2 separate regions of the Zea mays genome follow, and region 2 is linked to region 1. The links are chromatin contacts, called in public Hi-C maps. All regions are on one chromosome and are shown on one strand. Each heading gives the region's core, a stretch centred on a gene start, on an enhancer-like site or on the middle of the called end of the contact. The rest is flanking DNA. Distances are from core to core; before and after follow the strand shown. Region 1 holds the start of LOC100281869 (GDU1). Region 2 holds the start of LOC100275784.

Region 1 (6,862 bases), core at 2,275-4,774:
AGCAAAATTCGGTCGCTCTTTCCACCGCCGAAGCCGAGTACATTGCCGCAGGCCATTGTTGCGCGCAATTGCTTTGGATGAGGCAAACCCTGCGGGACTACGGTTACAAATTAACCAAAGTCCCTTTGCTATGTGATAATGAGAGTGCAATCAAGATGGCCGACAATCCCGTCGAGCATAGCCGCACTAAGCACATAGCCATTCGGTATCACTTTTTGAGGGATCACCAACAAAAGGGAGATATCGAAATTTCTTACATTAATACCAAAGACCAATTAGCCGATATCTTTACCAAGCCTCTTGATGAACAATCTTTTAACAAACTTAGGCATGAGCTCAATATTCTTGATTCTAGGAACTTCTTTTGTTAAATTGCACACATTGCTCTACTATATACCTTTGATCATGTCTCTTTTATATGCTATGACTAATGTGCTTTCAAGTCTATTTCAAACCAAGTCATAGGTATATTGAAAGGGAATTGGAGTCTTCGGCGAAGACAAAGGCTTCCACTCCGTAACTCATCCCTCGCCGACGCTCTAAGTCACTCTCCATTCTTGGAGAAGAAAAAGCATGAGCATCAAGAAAAGGACTTCGTCTTTGGGGAGAGAGTAAGAGCCCAAAGCGAAAGGACCGGACTTCGTCTTTGGTATAATCTTAACTCATTTATTTATGACCAAAGGGGAAGATAGCACTTCGAGGGCTCTAATGATTCCGTTTTTGGCGATTCATGCCAAAGGGGGAGAAAGTAAGAGCCCAAAGCAAAAGGACCGCACCACCACCTATTTCAAAAAACTTCGTGTTTTCAAAGAATTTTATCAAGTGGTATCCTATTGTGTTCAAAAGGGGGAGAAAGTAGCATTTCAAAAAGATATATCAAAAACCCTCTTGAACATTAAGAGGAGAATCTCATTTAGGGGGAGTTTTGTTTAGTCAAAGGAAAAGCATTTGAAACAGGGGGAGAAAATTTCAAATCTTGAAAATGCTTTGCAAATCTTACTCATTTACCTTTGACTATTTGCAAAAGAATTTTGAAAATGACTTATCAAAGAATTTGCAAAAACAAAACATGTGGTGCAAGCGTGGTCCAAAATGTTAAATAAAATAGAAACAATCCATGCATATCTTGTAAGTATTTCTATTGGCTCAATTCCAAGCAACCTTTACACTTATATTATGCAAACTAGTTCATTTTTGCACTTCTATATTTGCTTTGGTTTGTGTTGGCATCAATCACCAAAAAGGGGGAGATTGAAAGGTAATTAGGCTTACACCTAGTCCCTAATTAATTTTGGTGATTGAATTGCCCAACGCAAATAATTGGACTAACTAAGTTTGCCCAAGTGTATAGATTATACAGGTGTAAAAGGTTCACACTCAGCCAATAAAAAGATCAAGTTTTGGATTCAACAAAGGAGCAAAGGGCCAACCGAAGGCACCTCTGGTCTGGCGCACCGGACTGTCCGGTGTGCCACCAGACAGTGTTCGGTGCACCACCGGACATGTCCGGTGCACCAGAGGACTCCAACGCAAACTCGCCACCTTCGGGAATTTCCAGAGGCACTCGCGCTATAATTCACCGGACTGTCCGGTGTACACCGGACAGTGTCCGGTGCACCAAGGAGAAGCAGCCTCAGGAACTCGCCAGCTTCGGGAATCTCCAACGGCTAGTCCGCTATAATTCACCGGACTGTCCGGTGCAACTCCGGAGCAACGGCTATTCGGCGCCAACGGCTACCTGCGACGCATTTAATGCGCGCTCTGCGCGCGCAGAAGGCAGGCGCGCCCATACTGGCACACCGGACAGTGAACAGGAGATGTCCGGTGTGCACCGGACAGCCAGGCGGGCCCACAAGTCAGAAGCTCCAACGGTCAGAATCCAACGGCAGTGATGACGTGGCGGGGGCACCGGACATGTCCGGTGTGCACCGGACTGTCCGGTGCGCCATCGAGCAGACAGCCTCCCAACGACCACTTTTGGTGGTTGGGGCTATAAATACCCCAACCACCCCACCATTCATTGCATCCAAGTTTTCCACTTCCCAACTACTACAAGAGCTCTAGCATTCAATTCTAGACACACCAAAGAGATCAAATCCTCTCCAAATTCCACACAACACAATAGTGACTAGAGAGAGTGATTTGCTTGTGTTCTTTCGAGCTCTTGCGCTTGGATTGCTTTCTTCTTTCTTGATTCTTTCATTGCGATCAAACTCACTTGTAATTGAGACAAGAGACACCAAACTTGTGGTGGTCCTTGTGGGAACTTTGTGTTCCAAGTGATTGAGAAGAGAAAGCTCACTCGATCCGTGGGATCGTTTGAGAGAGGGAAGGGTTGAAAGAGACCCGGCCTTTGTGGCCTCCTCAACGGGGAGTAGGTTTGCAAGAACCGAACCTCGGTAAAACAAATCCGCGTGTCACACTCTTCATTTGCTTGCGATTTGTTTTGCGCCCTCTCTCGCGGACTCGTTTATATTTCTAACGCTAACCCGGCTTGTAGTTGTGTTTATATTTGTAAATTTCAGTTTCGTCCTATTCACCCCCCTCTAGGCGACTATCACGTACCATGCAGCAGGTTACTGCAATGTAGAGTAGACATATAGCTAGCATTAGTGTTCATTCTGTGTGAGGTCGTCGCACAGCCCCACATGCATAGGCACAGCATGCACGAGGTTGCTCAACGTTCCGACGCGGCTGGTCAACATTTATCTCGTCGTCCAAAAAGGATATATAGTATATTAGGAGCACTGAGCTTCTAATGACTAAAGGAAAAAATCTCGACAAAAAAAAACAAATCAGCGACAAAGACAAAAAGTATTAAACGTCCACGATGGGGCTCGAACCCACAACCTTAAGGTTAAGAGCCTTGCGTTCTACCAACTGAGCTAGACAAGCTTTGTGATTACACATCCGAGCTCGGCGCCATAGATCGTGGCGCCGAGCTCAGTGCCACGTCGAAGCCACGTTGTCCGAATTGTGCCCGCGTAGCACGTATCTCGGCGCCATAGGCTCTGGCGCCGAGATGTGTTACCTCGGCGCCATAGTCTATGGCGCCGAGCAAAGGGTCCAAAAATGACATTAACATTTTTTAAGGTCCAAACGTGAATTTTTTTCTGAGAAATAGGCAAAATACAAATAATTCGGACGGTTCGTTGCTCTTGCTCCTGCTCCTGGGTAAGAACGTGTCTCTAATCTGCGAGATTTTTGCAGTAAAACGAGTAAAAATCCCCTCTGATATATATGCTATACAGTCGTTGCCTTCTCTCTCTCTCGCTCATGCTTCGAATATCTTTGCCGGGGACAGACCATGATACTTTTGAGAAAGAAAGAAAAAAGGAATTAAATTTGTCTGCTGCTTTGCAATTGTACCGTGCCGAACTCTGGTAAATAATCATTTCCCCCCTCCTTTTTGCTTGATTTGCGATCAACTTGGCATGCTATTATTGCTAGTACGTTAAAGTGGAACTCTCATGGTAGTCTATAGTCTATAAATAGCGGCTGAGCAAAGTACGAGCAGTCAAGCACTGCCTCAGTTCGTATATCATCCATACTGGTGGCTGGTGCCATTTATTTCCATTCACCACCAACCTGACGAGCACTGTTCCGTCTCCCTCGTCTCTGTTCTGTTCTGTTGTGTTCTGTCCCAATTCCAGTTCCAGACGAGAGAAACGCAGGCGGGGCAGGCACACTGCTACCGAGCCTGGCGTCGTCGCTGGCAGTGGCATGCGCTGAAAGACCACCGAAACCACATGTGGCCAGCAGGCGCGGAGGACCCGATGGGCGTGGGCGTGGCGGGCACGGCGGGCATGAGCCACGGCCCCGCGGCGCCGTCGCCGAGGTCGTCGAGCACGATGCCGGCGGCGGGGCAGTCGCCGGTGCCGTACCTCTTCGGCGCGCTGGCGGCCATGCTGGGGCTCATCGCGCTGTCGCTGCTCGCCCTGGCCTGCTCCTACTGGAAGCTGTCCGGCGGCGGCCAGGAGGCGTACGACGACGACGACCCGGAACGCCAGGCCGGCGCCGGCGCGGGCGCGGAGGCCCGGCCCGGCCACGGAAAGGCCGCACCGACCGGCAAGGGCACCGGGGAGCGTTGGCGGGAGCACGCGGTGGTCATCATGGCCGGCCACGAGAGGCCGACGTTCCTCGCCACGCCAGCGTCGTCGCGCCGGGGCCCGAACGGCGCCCGTGGCGTCGGCGTCAGCGTGGACTCCGGCCCTGGCGACTCCGAGGACGGCGACGAGGCGAGGTGCGTGGAGTGCGGGGCGCGGTCTTGGCCGGCTCGCGCGGCCGACAGCGAGGGCGAGCCGGGGCGGACCGAGCAGAGTGGTGCAAGTGGTAGCTCGGTAACTGTAATCAGTGAGAGATGAGAGCTCCTTTTTTTTGGCGTGTGAGTGTGTGTGCCTGCGTTCGGTTCGCCGCAGCCCGCAAGTAATGGGTCGTCGGTCCAGCCACCAGCTCCTGCAACGGACGCCGACCTGATTTTGGGAGGGAAAGAAGAGAAGGCAGGCTGCAGCTCGTGTACTGCCGCGTGCGTACATGTTTTCTTTTTACTCGTAGAAAATGTTGGGCCTTATTTTTCTACGAGAGCCGGCAAAACATTTTCTGTCGCATGCAACAGATCCCTGTGACCCTTGTCTGCTTCCTTCAAGCGACTGCCTCCTACGAGCCAAAATCAAAAGGCTGATATGAGAGCTACCTTACCACTTTATTATGGGAAAATATATACTCCCTCCGTTTCTTTTTATTTGTCGCTGGATAGTGCAATTTTACACTATCCAGCGACAAATAAAAAAACGAAGAGAGTATCAAAAGCTGATATCATAGCTCTGTACTGAACTCAACTAATAAATCCCCCCCACCCCACCCACACACACACATGGGACTGTATTGGACATATTTCAGTTTTTGTCACGTTGAGGCTCAACCGCTCAAGTGCATGAAATGTTGAGGAGCGAGAGTCTCTTTTTCTCTGGTCCTCGGTTGATTAGGCAAGGCTCCACCACCTCCCCGCAAACAAAACCTCAGACCAACTCCAGCAACGGCGCCCTCCGTATCCTAGGGAGCGCCCTCCGCGTTTGCGTAGGCGGAGCGCGGAGGCGTTTCCAGCAGGGACCGTATACGGCGCCGTACTCGGAGGAGGGAAGGGTGGCCGTTTCCGTTGCCGCCAAAGGTCGGAAAACGGATCTCGACCGAAGGCGACGGCGGTGAAGCTTGCTTCCTCGACGCGGTGGTACTGTCCATATTCGGCCGAGCTCCGGCGTGCTCCCCGTCTTCTCCATCGTCGCCGTCGAGGTATGGAACAAGTGGCGCTGGCCGGATCTGGCGCTGGCCGCTGTTTGGTCTCCCACAAATTCTTGTTTGCAACTACACTTCAATCAAATTGATCCCAAGTCAAAATGCAGGGTTGCCCAACTAGCTTCGATTTGTGGGTCAACTCTTCCAACAACCGTGGACAAGAAATTTCGCGGATTTGGTAATTGAACACAAGCGGTTTGTAGAGGTGAGGTTTTTAGGTTGCAGCTATCCTACTGACAAGATGGCTTCTTCATCTAATCCGTGGCACTGACGTTTTAAATGCATGTACGAGGATCAACAAGTGCTACACATGCTTCATGCATCTGCCGTTGCAGACGAGGAAGAAAAGCCACATGTGCATAGAGGATCGGTTCCAGGTAGACGTATTATTCATCGGGATAGGTCTTCAGGTTATGAGGCTTGTGGAAGACTACTTTGCAAACATCCCTGTGTACAATGACGACATTTTCAGACGACGATAGTACCCTGGTTACCATTGTTTCATTTTCGTGACCAGACCTGCCACAAATTAGAACCGCTAGCATCTACATACCCTAGAACCAATATTCGCGCAACATAACCCTAGAACCACACATATCGAAACAGTCGTTCAGGTTCTATGCCTAATATTCGCAGACCACAAATCATAGAACCACATAGATCGAACAAATGAAGCAACTAAAACCTAATAGAAACCACAGCGGAGTTCAGATCTGGACGGCGTACCGAGGGCTCGAAGGGCCAATCGCCGACGAGGAGCAAGCACTACCCGAAGACGTCGACCGCCGTCGCTTCCCTCTCCGCTCCAGCTCGTTTGCAAAAGCGACGGTTGAAGTGCGGGGAAGAGAGAGAGGACGCGAGAAAAGGGAGCGAGCAACGGCGCCGCGTGTTCACCGCGCCCGGATACGGAGTCCCCTGACCGCGTGAACAGTGGCCTCGGCCGCGTATTTTACGGAAGCGTATATGGGGCATTGCTGGAGTTGGTCTCACATAAAGATAATGTGTGCTTCTACCAAATAAATATACTAATCATTTGGGATCCTTTTGGGACAGCTCTAAGTCTCCAAAAAAAACATGTTACAGCAGCTCCAACTTAGGGCTATTTTGGGAAAATAGAAATCTCATAGAAAAATGGAATTTCTGAACTAACCCTTAAATTGGAGATCTCACTCCTATTGCCATGAGCCGAGGAGTGGGCCGGACGATCCAAATGGGCTTATGGGACGATCCGCTCCAACGCGCCACGATTGGTGGCGTCCAACCAATCCATGGTTGCGGTCCCGAGTTAAAAAGCGAGAGAGAGATGGAACAACGACATCGTAAATCTGTGCATAAACCAGTCACCATTAGACTCCAGTGCACAGCATCAAGCAAGCGTCAAATCACGTAAATATCAAGACACCTCTTCATTAGTATTCCAGCTAGCAACAGGGTTTGGCTAGAACGAAGAGGAACAGTACACACATCCTACAGGTCGCATATCGCTGAAAGACGTCTGGGTGTTGCAGTGCAGCAGTGCACTGTGCACATCGACCAGGTAGCAAAAACCCTAACGGAAGGTACGACCCAG
Region 2 (6,862 bases), core at 1,591-4,090, 480 kb before region 1:
TTGGTTGCAACAACTTGAAAACTAATACTTCACAAGACACTAAACTTCTCTAGCTTAATTTCATTAAATGTGGCACTTGGGAGGAATTGAATGAGATGGAGATGTTGCAATCAATGTATGGATGTTTGGTGTAGCTATTATGTGTCTTGAATGCTAGTTGGGGGTATTTATAGCCCCAACCACCCCACATAGCCGTTGGAGTCAAGTGGGGAAATCTGCTCTATATAGTAGTGTAGTGCACCGTGAACAATAGTGGTCTGGTGTGCACCGAACTCCTGTCAGTCTACTACAACATGGAGCCATTTTGATAGTGGATCGGGTCCATGCATATGTACATAGGGATCTCAGTGGACATAGCTAAAGAAGATCGAAGAGGTGGGATCTTGGTGTGGCCACACCCTTATTCAACCTCTCAACGCACGCACACAGGGGGATTCCTGGCTTGACTACGGGGGGAGGGGGGCTAGGCCTGGGCGTGTCGGAGGGAAGGGAGGACTTGGCCATGCCGGGCTTGGGCAAGGCTAAAGATGCAAAGTTTTAGGACCCAAGTGACTCCAACGTGGCACACCACATCGACATTCGGTTTGAGCAAACCTTGATTTGAACGATTTTGTATGGACCGACTAAATTAGAGGACCCGTTTTGCTGGTTTTCTAAGTTCGGGGACCCAAGTAGCGCATCATGCCAAATTCGTGGATCGTTGATACAGTTTTACTCTTTATTATTTAATTTTAGGTGAAAACACGGGTATAAGTTTGAATAAAGTATTTTATAAAGGTTAAAAGACAAGACAAGGGAAGTAGTAGACTAGTTGTTTACCCTTTTCCATCAAATTTGAAGTACATTTGCAAGTATAGATGTATAAATGGGTACGGCCTGCCGAACGTCTCATGGCACGACATGGTTTTAGCCCATCACAAGCATGGCCCATTCCGTTAGCTGCTTGGCTCGTGTCGGCCCAATCCATCAATGTGTCGTGCTTGGACCTTAAGTGCGGTACATCGAGCTTGACCTGGTTTTATTTTTTTTCATTTTAGTTAAACATATCTACATTATGTTTGAGTATAGACTATAAAACAAAAAATATGTGTGTTTTGTTAGCTAAGTGGGTGTAAATGTGGCTTTGAAGCCAGCAACCATGGTGTAAACCCCCTACTTATAAATACTTTTTGCTTATTTATGTTATTTAAACGTCATAGACTACCATAGAGATTTGTCGGGCTATATTCCGACCTGACACGATTAGTGGATTGATAGGCTATGCCTGAGCCTCGCTCATGGGCTGTGGGCTAGCACGGCATGACCCGTTGGCCAATCTAGGTCAGTCTGACATGGGCCTGTCACGATCACAAACCTGGTAGACCATTATTGGGTCTCACCCATGAGTTGTGGACCGACACAACATGTCCCAATGGTCAATCTAGACCTTTCCAACATGGCCCAATTCTTGTAGGGCCTAGCCATGTCTGGTCTAGCACAGCCCATCCATTTAGACATGTATTCTTGCAATGATTCAAGACTAGCTAGAACCCCCTATGCAGTATATGCATATGTATCTCCTCTGCCTGAGTTGACAACAAGTTAAATGCTAGCAATATCTAGAGAAATACTGCAGCAAAAGCTTTACCTGTCCATCAGCATACACAAGAATATGCGTATGTCTCTTTGGTTTCTGCCTTATTACAAGTTACAATCACAATCACAATCCTCTAACCCTATCTGCAGACTACAACATATTTTGTCTACTCTTCATCATTTCCACATGCTGGTCTGGTCACATGAGTTGCATCAGCTTCCATCATATGCCGAGGGAAAACTGCTAGCGAGTACAATCTATATATCAGCCATTGTTCTTTTCCTGCAAATTGAACTGCCCTTCCAATTCCTCTATCCGGGCACGTACTAACATCTGCATGCTGAGGGGCAAAACAAAACAGATAGAACCCATAAAAAAAGTTTCATGTTAGGTACATTTATATATATAGATGGATGTTGAAACTTGAAAGTATGATTCGTTAACAATACAATTAAAGGCTATTATACATCACCCGAGTATCAGGTTCATTGCAGCAACAACAAACAACAAAGCAAAAACCCAGAAAACTAACCTGGTAACACAAGATCTAGCTCAACCTCGCTCGTTGCACCGCGTTCGAGATGCGCCTGAGAGCGTCAACTTGCGCGTGTAGGTGAGTAACGTAGTCCACAGCCTCATGAAGCAGCGAGATCTCATCATGGAGCAGCTCGCCTCCGGGAATCATCTTCCTGAGCACCATGGTCCTCTTCCTCACCAGCCTCCGCGCGATCTCCCTGCAGCTACCGAGCGTCGTTCCCGCCGCTGCCGTCGTCCTTGCAAGCGACGAGGACGTGGTACCAGCAATGCTGCCATCCCTCCGTCTCCGCGTCCTCGTGTGGTGGAGACACGACCGCCTCACGACCTTCTTCTTGCACACGCCGCGCGTGTTCTTCTTCTTCTTCCCCGGCGACGACGGCGACGGCGTTCTAGCAGACGGCGACGACGACGACGACGAACTTGGAGCCAAGACGGCCTGTGGCCACCGCGCCCCACCGCCGCGGGCAGAAGCCGCCATGGCGATGTCGACCGACGCCTTGATGGCGCGCTTCCTCTGCTGGAGACTCATCGTGGCGGTGGCGCCGCCCGCGGAGCCAGAGGATGAGATATTGCAGCAGGCTTGGAGACTCGAGATCATGTTCTTGAGGACGAAGCCTTGCTGGAAGGCCTTGGTGTTGGGGCCTCGCATTGCGTCGTTGGTTACTGTGATCGAGCTGGAAAAGCAAGTAAGATCGAGCGAGGCCGTGTAGGAGGAAGGCGATGGACCGGAGAATACGTGTGTGGTGTGCTTGAGATTTATAGCAGACTATATACACATAACACACACACACAACTGATCTCCATGCATGAGGAATGGGAGTCGCATGCTGCATGTACGTGGTGCTGAGCTAGCATGCATATGCATTCCCATCGTTACATTTGGTGGTCCTGGATCGATATATAGCTAAGCTAGCATGCATGCATCTCTTGTCGCTTTTTTCGTGTCATGGCACATGGTCTATTGTTGTACATTTGCATGCGCTGAAAAAGGTCTTGTTTTCAAGGTTGAAGTTAACAGTGTGTGGTACGTAGCTAGCTAGCTGTGTATAGAACACAGTGTGTAACAATTGCCAGCTCAGAATTAACAAGCATGTGGCCGAGGGCTCTCTCCAAAGCACGCGAGGTATATAGTACTACGTACTTGTTGCGTTGTGTTATTCCATGGAATTAATTTTCTAACGCATGCTCCGTATATATATGTGTGTGCATATGTACCTCACATGTCACATGATCATCTCAAAGTACAATCACAAGTACAGACGTAGTACAATAGTAATGCAAGGCAAATAATCCTTAAGCACTGTAGCTGTGAATAATACCATACACACTAGCTAGGTTGCAATTGAGTAGATTTGCAAACCAGACGCTGCAGCTAGAGATACTAAACAAGTCGCGATAGGATCTTTATTGCAGCGAATTTGCATTTTTTTTAAATTTTCAACAAAATGTGTGGGCTTCATGCATGGATCTCGTTCTGTTCTCGTCATATTTTTTTTCTCAATAACATGCATTCTTGAACCAGAGTTAAGATTTGAGAAATGGCGTATTTTGAAGTTGAATCGCACAAAAACAATTCTGCGTGTCAAATGTGTCATATGGGCCATGGGGTATGCAACTGTGCTTAACAGCAGGAATGCTATATATGTGTGTAAAGACGTAGAGTCCGTATACAGTACACACGTACTACAAAGTTTAGGGCTAGTTTAGTAACTTTATTTTTTTCAAAGGATTCTTATTTTTTCAAGAAAAAATAAACTAATTTTACGTGGGAAAATAAAAAATCCTTTGAAAAAAATGGGATTTCCATCCTCCATGCATATTTTTTGTGAGGGGATCGATTCAGCATGCATGCATCGGAAAAGAGATCGACGGAGAGGCCTGGGAGCGCGAGGTCCGCCCCGGCCGGGCTCCCCATGAGCATGACTGAGAAGAAGAGGAGGCAAGGCGCACATGGCGGCACATGCTGCAGCGTCGTCGCTACGACCTTGCGATCGAGTTAGCGAGAACGACGACGTAGATTCGTTGGCATGCATGTTATGTGCTATGCTGCCGTCCCTAGCTGCTCCCATTTCCATGCATCACCCATATTGCTACGAATATGGGCAGGACTTTCTAGACCAGCACGATCACACCCCAAAACACATAAACATAAAGCACGGTCTAGTATGAAATAATATATGTCGGACTAACACGACCCGAAGATAGACCTAGGCTAAGCCTCAAATTCCGTTCCGTCGAGCCCTCGGCACGGGCCGCACATATAGGCCGGTCTTGGGCGGACACGACCCAATAAAACTCATGTTGTTTAATTTCTTTAATTAAGTAAGCTATAACTTTATATTGTTATGATATTTAGACTTTATGTAGTCAAATGATGCTATGCTTGTTTAATATCTTTAATCTAGTAATTTATAGATTTTATGTGGTTGTAATATTTTAATTTTATTATATGGTCAAATATATGGGTTAGACTTAGTTGGCAGGGTCCAACGAAAGCACGACGTAGTTTAGGAGTAGGACCGGACTGGACCACTGTTTTTATACTCCAGACTAGCACGAGTGCACAACATGATCCAAAAGTTTTTTTTGACTTTCTTGGTCCAAATCCATTTGGCACGAAGCAAGATGGGCTCGCCGGACCAGCCCAATTCTCAGCACTAATCACGCATGCATATATTTCCAGCTAGCGATCTCTGTGTGTTATTTGCCAGCAACAGCAACAGCAACGTCTAGCTTGCCGAGTTGCATGCATGCATGGATGACAAGGCTGGAAATTAACATGCTTCGTGAATCGTACGTTAATTTGATCTGGTAGCCGTCGGCGGCATGTATGAATGGTAATAATGGTGGTGGTGGCTCCGCAAGTAGTGGATGGAGATAATATATAATGGAGGTCTTTTGAGCAGGCAGCAGGCAGCCAAGAGCTAGCTAGCGTGCATGCAGTAGTGGACGGAGAAAGCAGCAGCTAGCGAGGGATCGGAGGGACGTGGTGGTTTACCCCACATGACGTACGGCCACATGGGTTTCTCTCCAAACTCGGATCACGCACATGGCGCCTCCCAGCACACGTATAGTTGTCCAAAAGGCTCCTGGTCCATCGGATGCCCCGTGTCATGGTACATAATTGGCCCGGTACGGCTTGTAACCGGTCCACGTTGGTATGGCACGAAGCGTGTGTCGTACTTTGGCGTAGAGAACGGTCTATTGTGTCATGTAGGATCAATATACGACCTATCGAAAGGGGTATATGATGTCTGACTACGACCAAGATCTCAGTAATTGTATTCAAAATCTCTTCCTCTTTGGTGAATCTCTACACAGTTGATGTGCTCCCAGCCCTCCACCCTCTGGTTTTCCTTTCCTAGATTTAGACCATCCAGCTAGCCCTTTTGTCCCCATGCATGTTGATTATGGCCTTGTATAATGTTCCTGTTATTGATTTGCTCCTACTAGTAGGTCACAGTCGAAGGTCGCCGTTGGACATGGCATATAGTTGATTCTGCCTTAACTTCTCCAACATACTCTTAGATGTTGGTCGTGCAATTTTTTAGTAGCGGAATAGACTAGTATGCCATCAATGAATAATATCACAAACTTTTCCAAATTATCCGTGAACACCTTGTTCGTCATGTTTATAAAGTAGGCCAGACATTGATGAGTCCGAACGACGAACTCATACTTCCCATATATGGTTACAAATGTGATGTTCGGGATGTGCTTAGGTCAGATCTTCATCTAATGGTATACAAATCTGAAGTCAATCATGGATAAGAACTTGTCATTCCTCAACTGGTCGAGTAGGTCATCTATCCTTGGTAGAGGATACTTGTTCTTTATGGTTATGTCATTCGTATTTCTATAATCCACACATATCCTCATGTAGCCATCCTTTTTACAAATAGAATAGGAGAGCCCTGGGGTGAAGAACTTGGCATGATGTACCCTTTGTGAGACACCTCCTTAAGTTATTTCTTTAGTCTTCTACTTTGTTAACCGACATGCAATATGGCCTCTTTACAATGGGTCCCATGTTACACAAACTTGATGCCTCGATCAAGTGTCATCCTTGGTAGATTTTTTAGAAATACATCAAGGTATTCACATATTATAGGCACATCCTTGATTGACTTAGCCTCCAAGGCTCATAACATATAAACTGACTTCTCATGATTTGGCACGCAGTATAACACTCGGTCGCTCGAGTGGGTTATCTCCACATATCTGGATGAGCAAGATATCACTCCTTGATGTTAGGTGAACTAGTCCATCCCTGGAATCACATTCAAGCCATCAAAGGGGAGCAAGATTAGATTGGCTAGAAAAGGGTGTTCCTCGGTAATGATGCTCACGCCTTGAGACCTCCTTAAGACTTCTCAATAGACTCATTACAAAGAGTCATAGGTATGCTATGCTCTCATGCAAACTTGGTGGATACATAAGAGCATGTAGCACCTACATCAAATAGAGTCGAGCTTTGGCTCCAAGAACTATAAACATATTATACACCATGTAAGGGGCATCCTAAGAATCCAACATGATCATGTGGTTGAGATAGACACGGGTGGATCCCTCAACACCCTTCTATAGAATTCCTTAGAAACGGGGCTTGCCTTAGCAAGGCATGTTCTAGTGGAGTATTTTTCTTGCTAGGCAGTCTATAGTCTTGTGACCAGGTTTGCCACAAGCAAAGCAACTAAACATCATGCTTCCTATGGAGGGTGACATTGCCTTACAAGGGCTCGCATTAGG

The links. Hi-C and Micro-C count contacts between places; a contact is called where the count stands out from the background.
Region 2: a contact with region 1 is called in a Hi-C map of ear, with 4 times the contacts expected there. The contact joins the promoter of LOC100275784 here to the promoter of LOC100281869 in region 1. A contact is called at or near these places in 2 of 25 Hi-C or Micro-C datasets (ear and leaf).

What each region holds. Positions count from the first base shown.
Region 1 is chr5:91,741,793-91,748,654 of Zm-B73-REFERENCE-NAM-5.0, reverse strand. LOC100281869 (GDU1) reads left to right here and starts at 3,524. Exons shown (of 1, transcript NM_001154789.2): 1 at 3,524-4,612. The coding sequence starts at 3,750. The coding sequence ends at 4,364. It overlaps dsy2 (desynaptic2), which reads right to left. Exons shown (of 13, transcript NM_001319706.1): 13 at 6,661-6,862.
Region 2 is chr5:92,220,328-92,227,189 of Zm-B73-REFERENCE-NAM-5.0, reverse strand. LOC100275784 reads right to left here and starts at 2,840. Exons shown (of 2, transcript NM_001374083.1): 1 at 2,109-2,840; 2 at 1,447-1,916. The coding sequence starts at 2,762. The coding sequence ends at 2,124.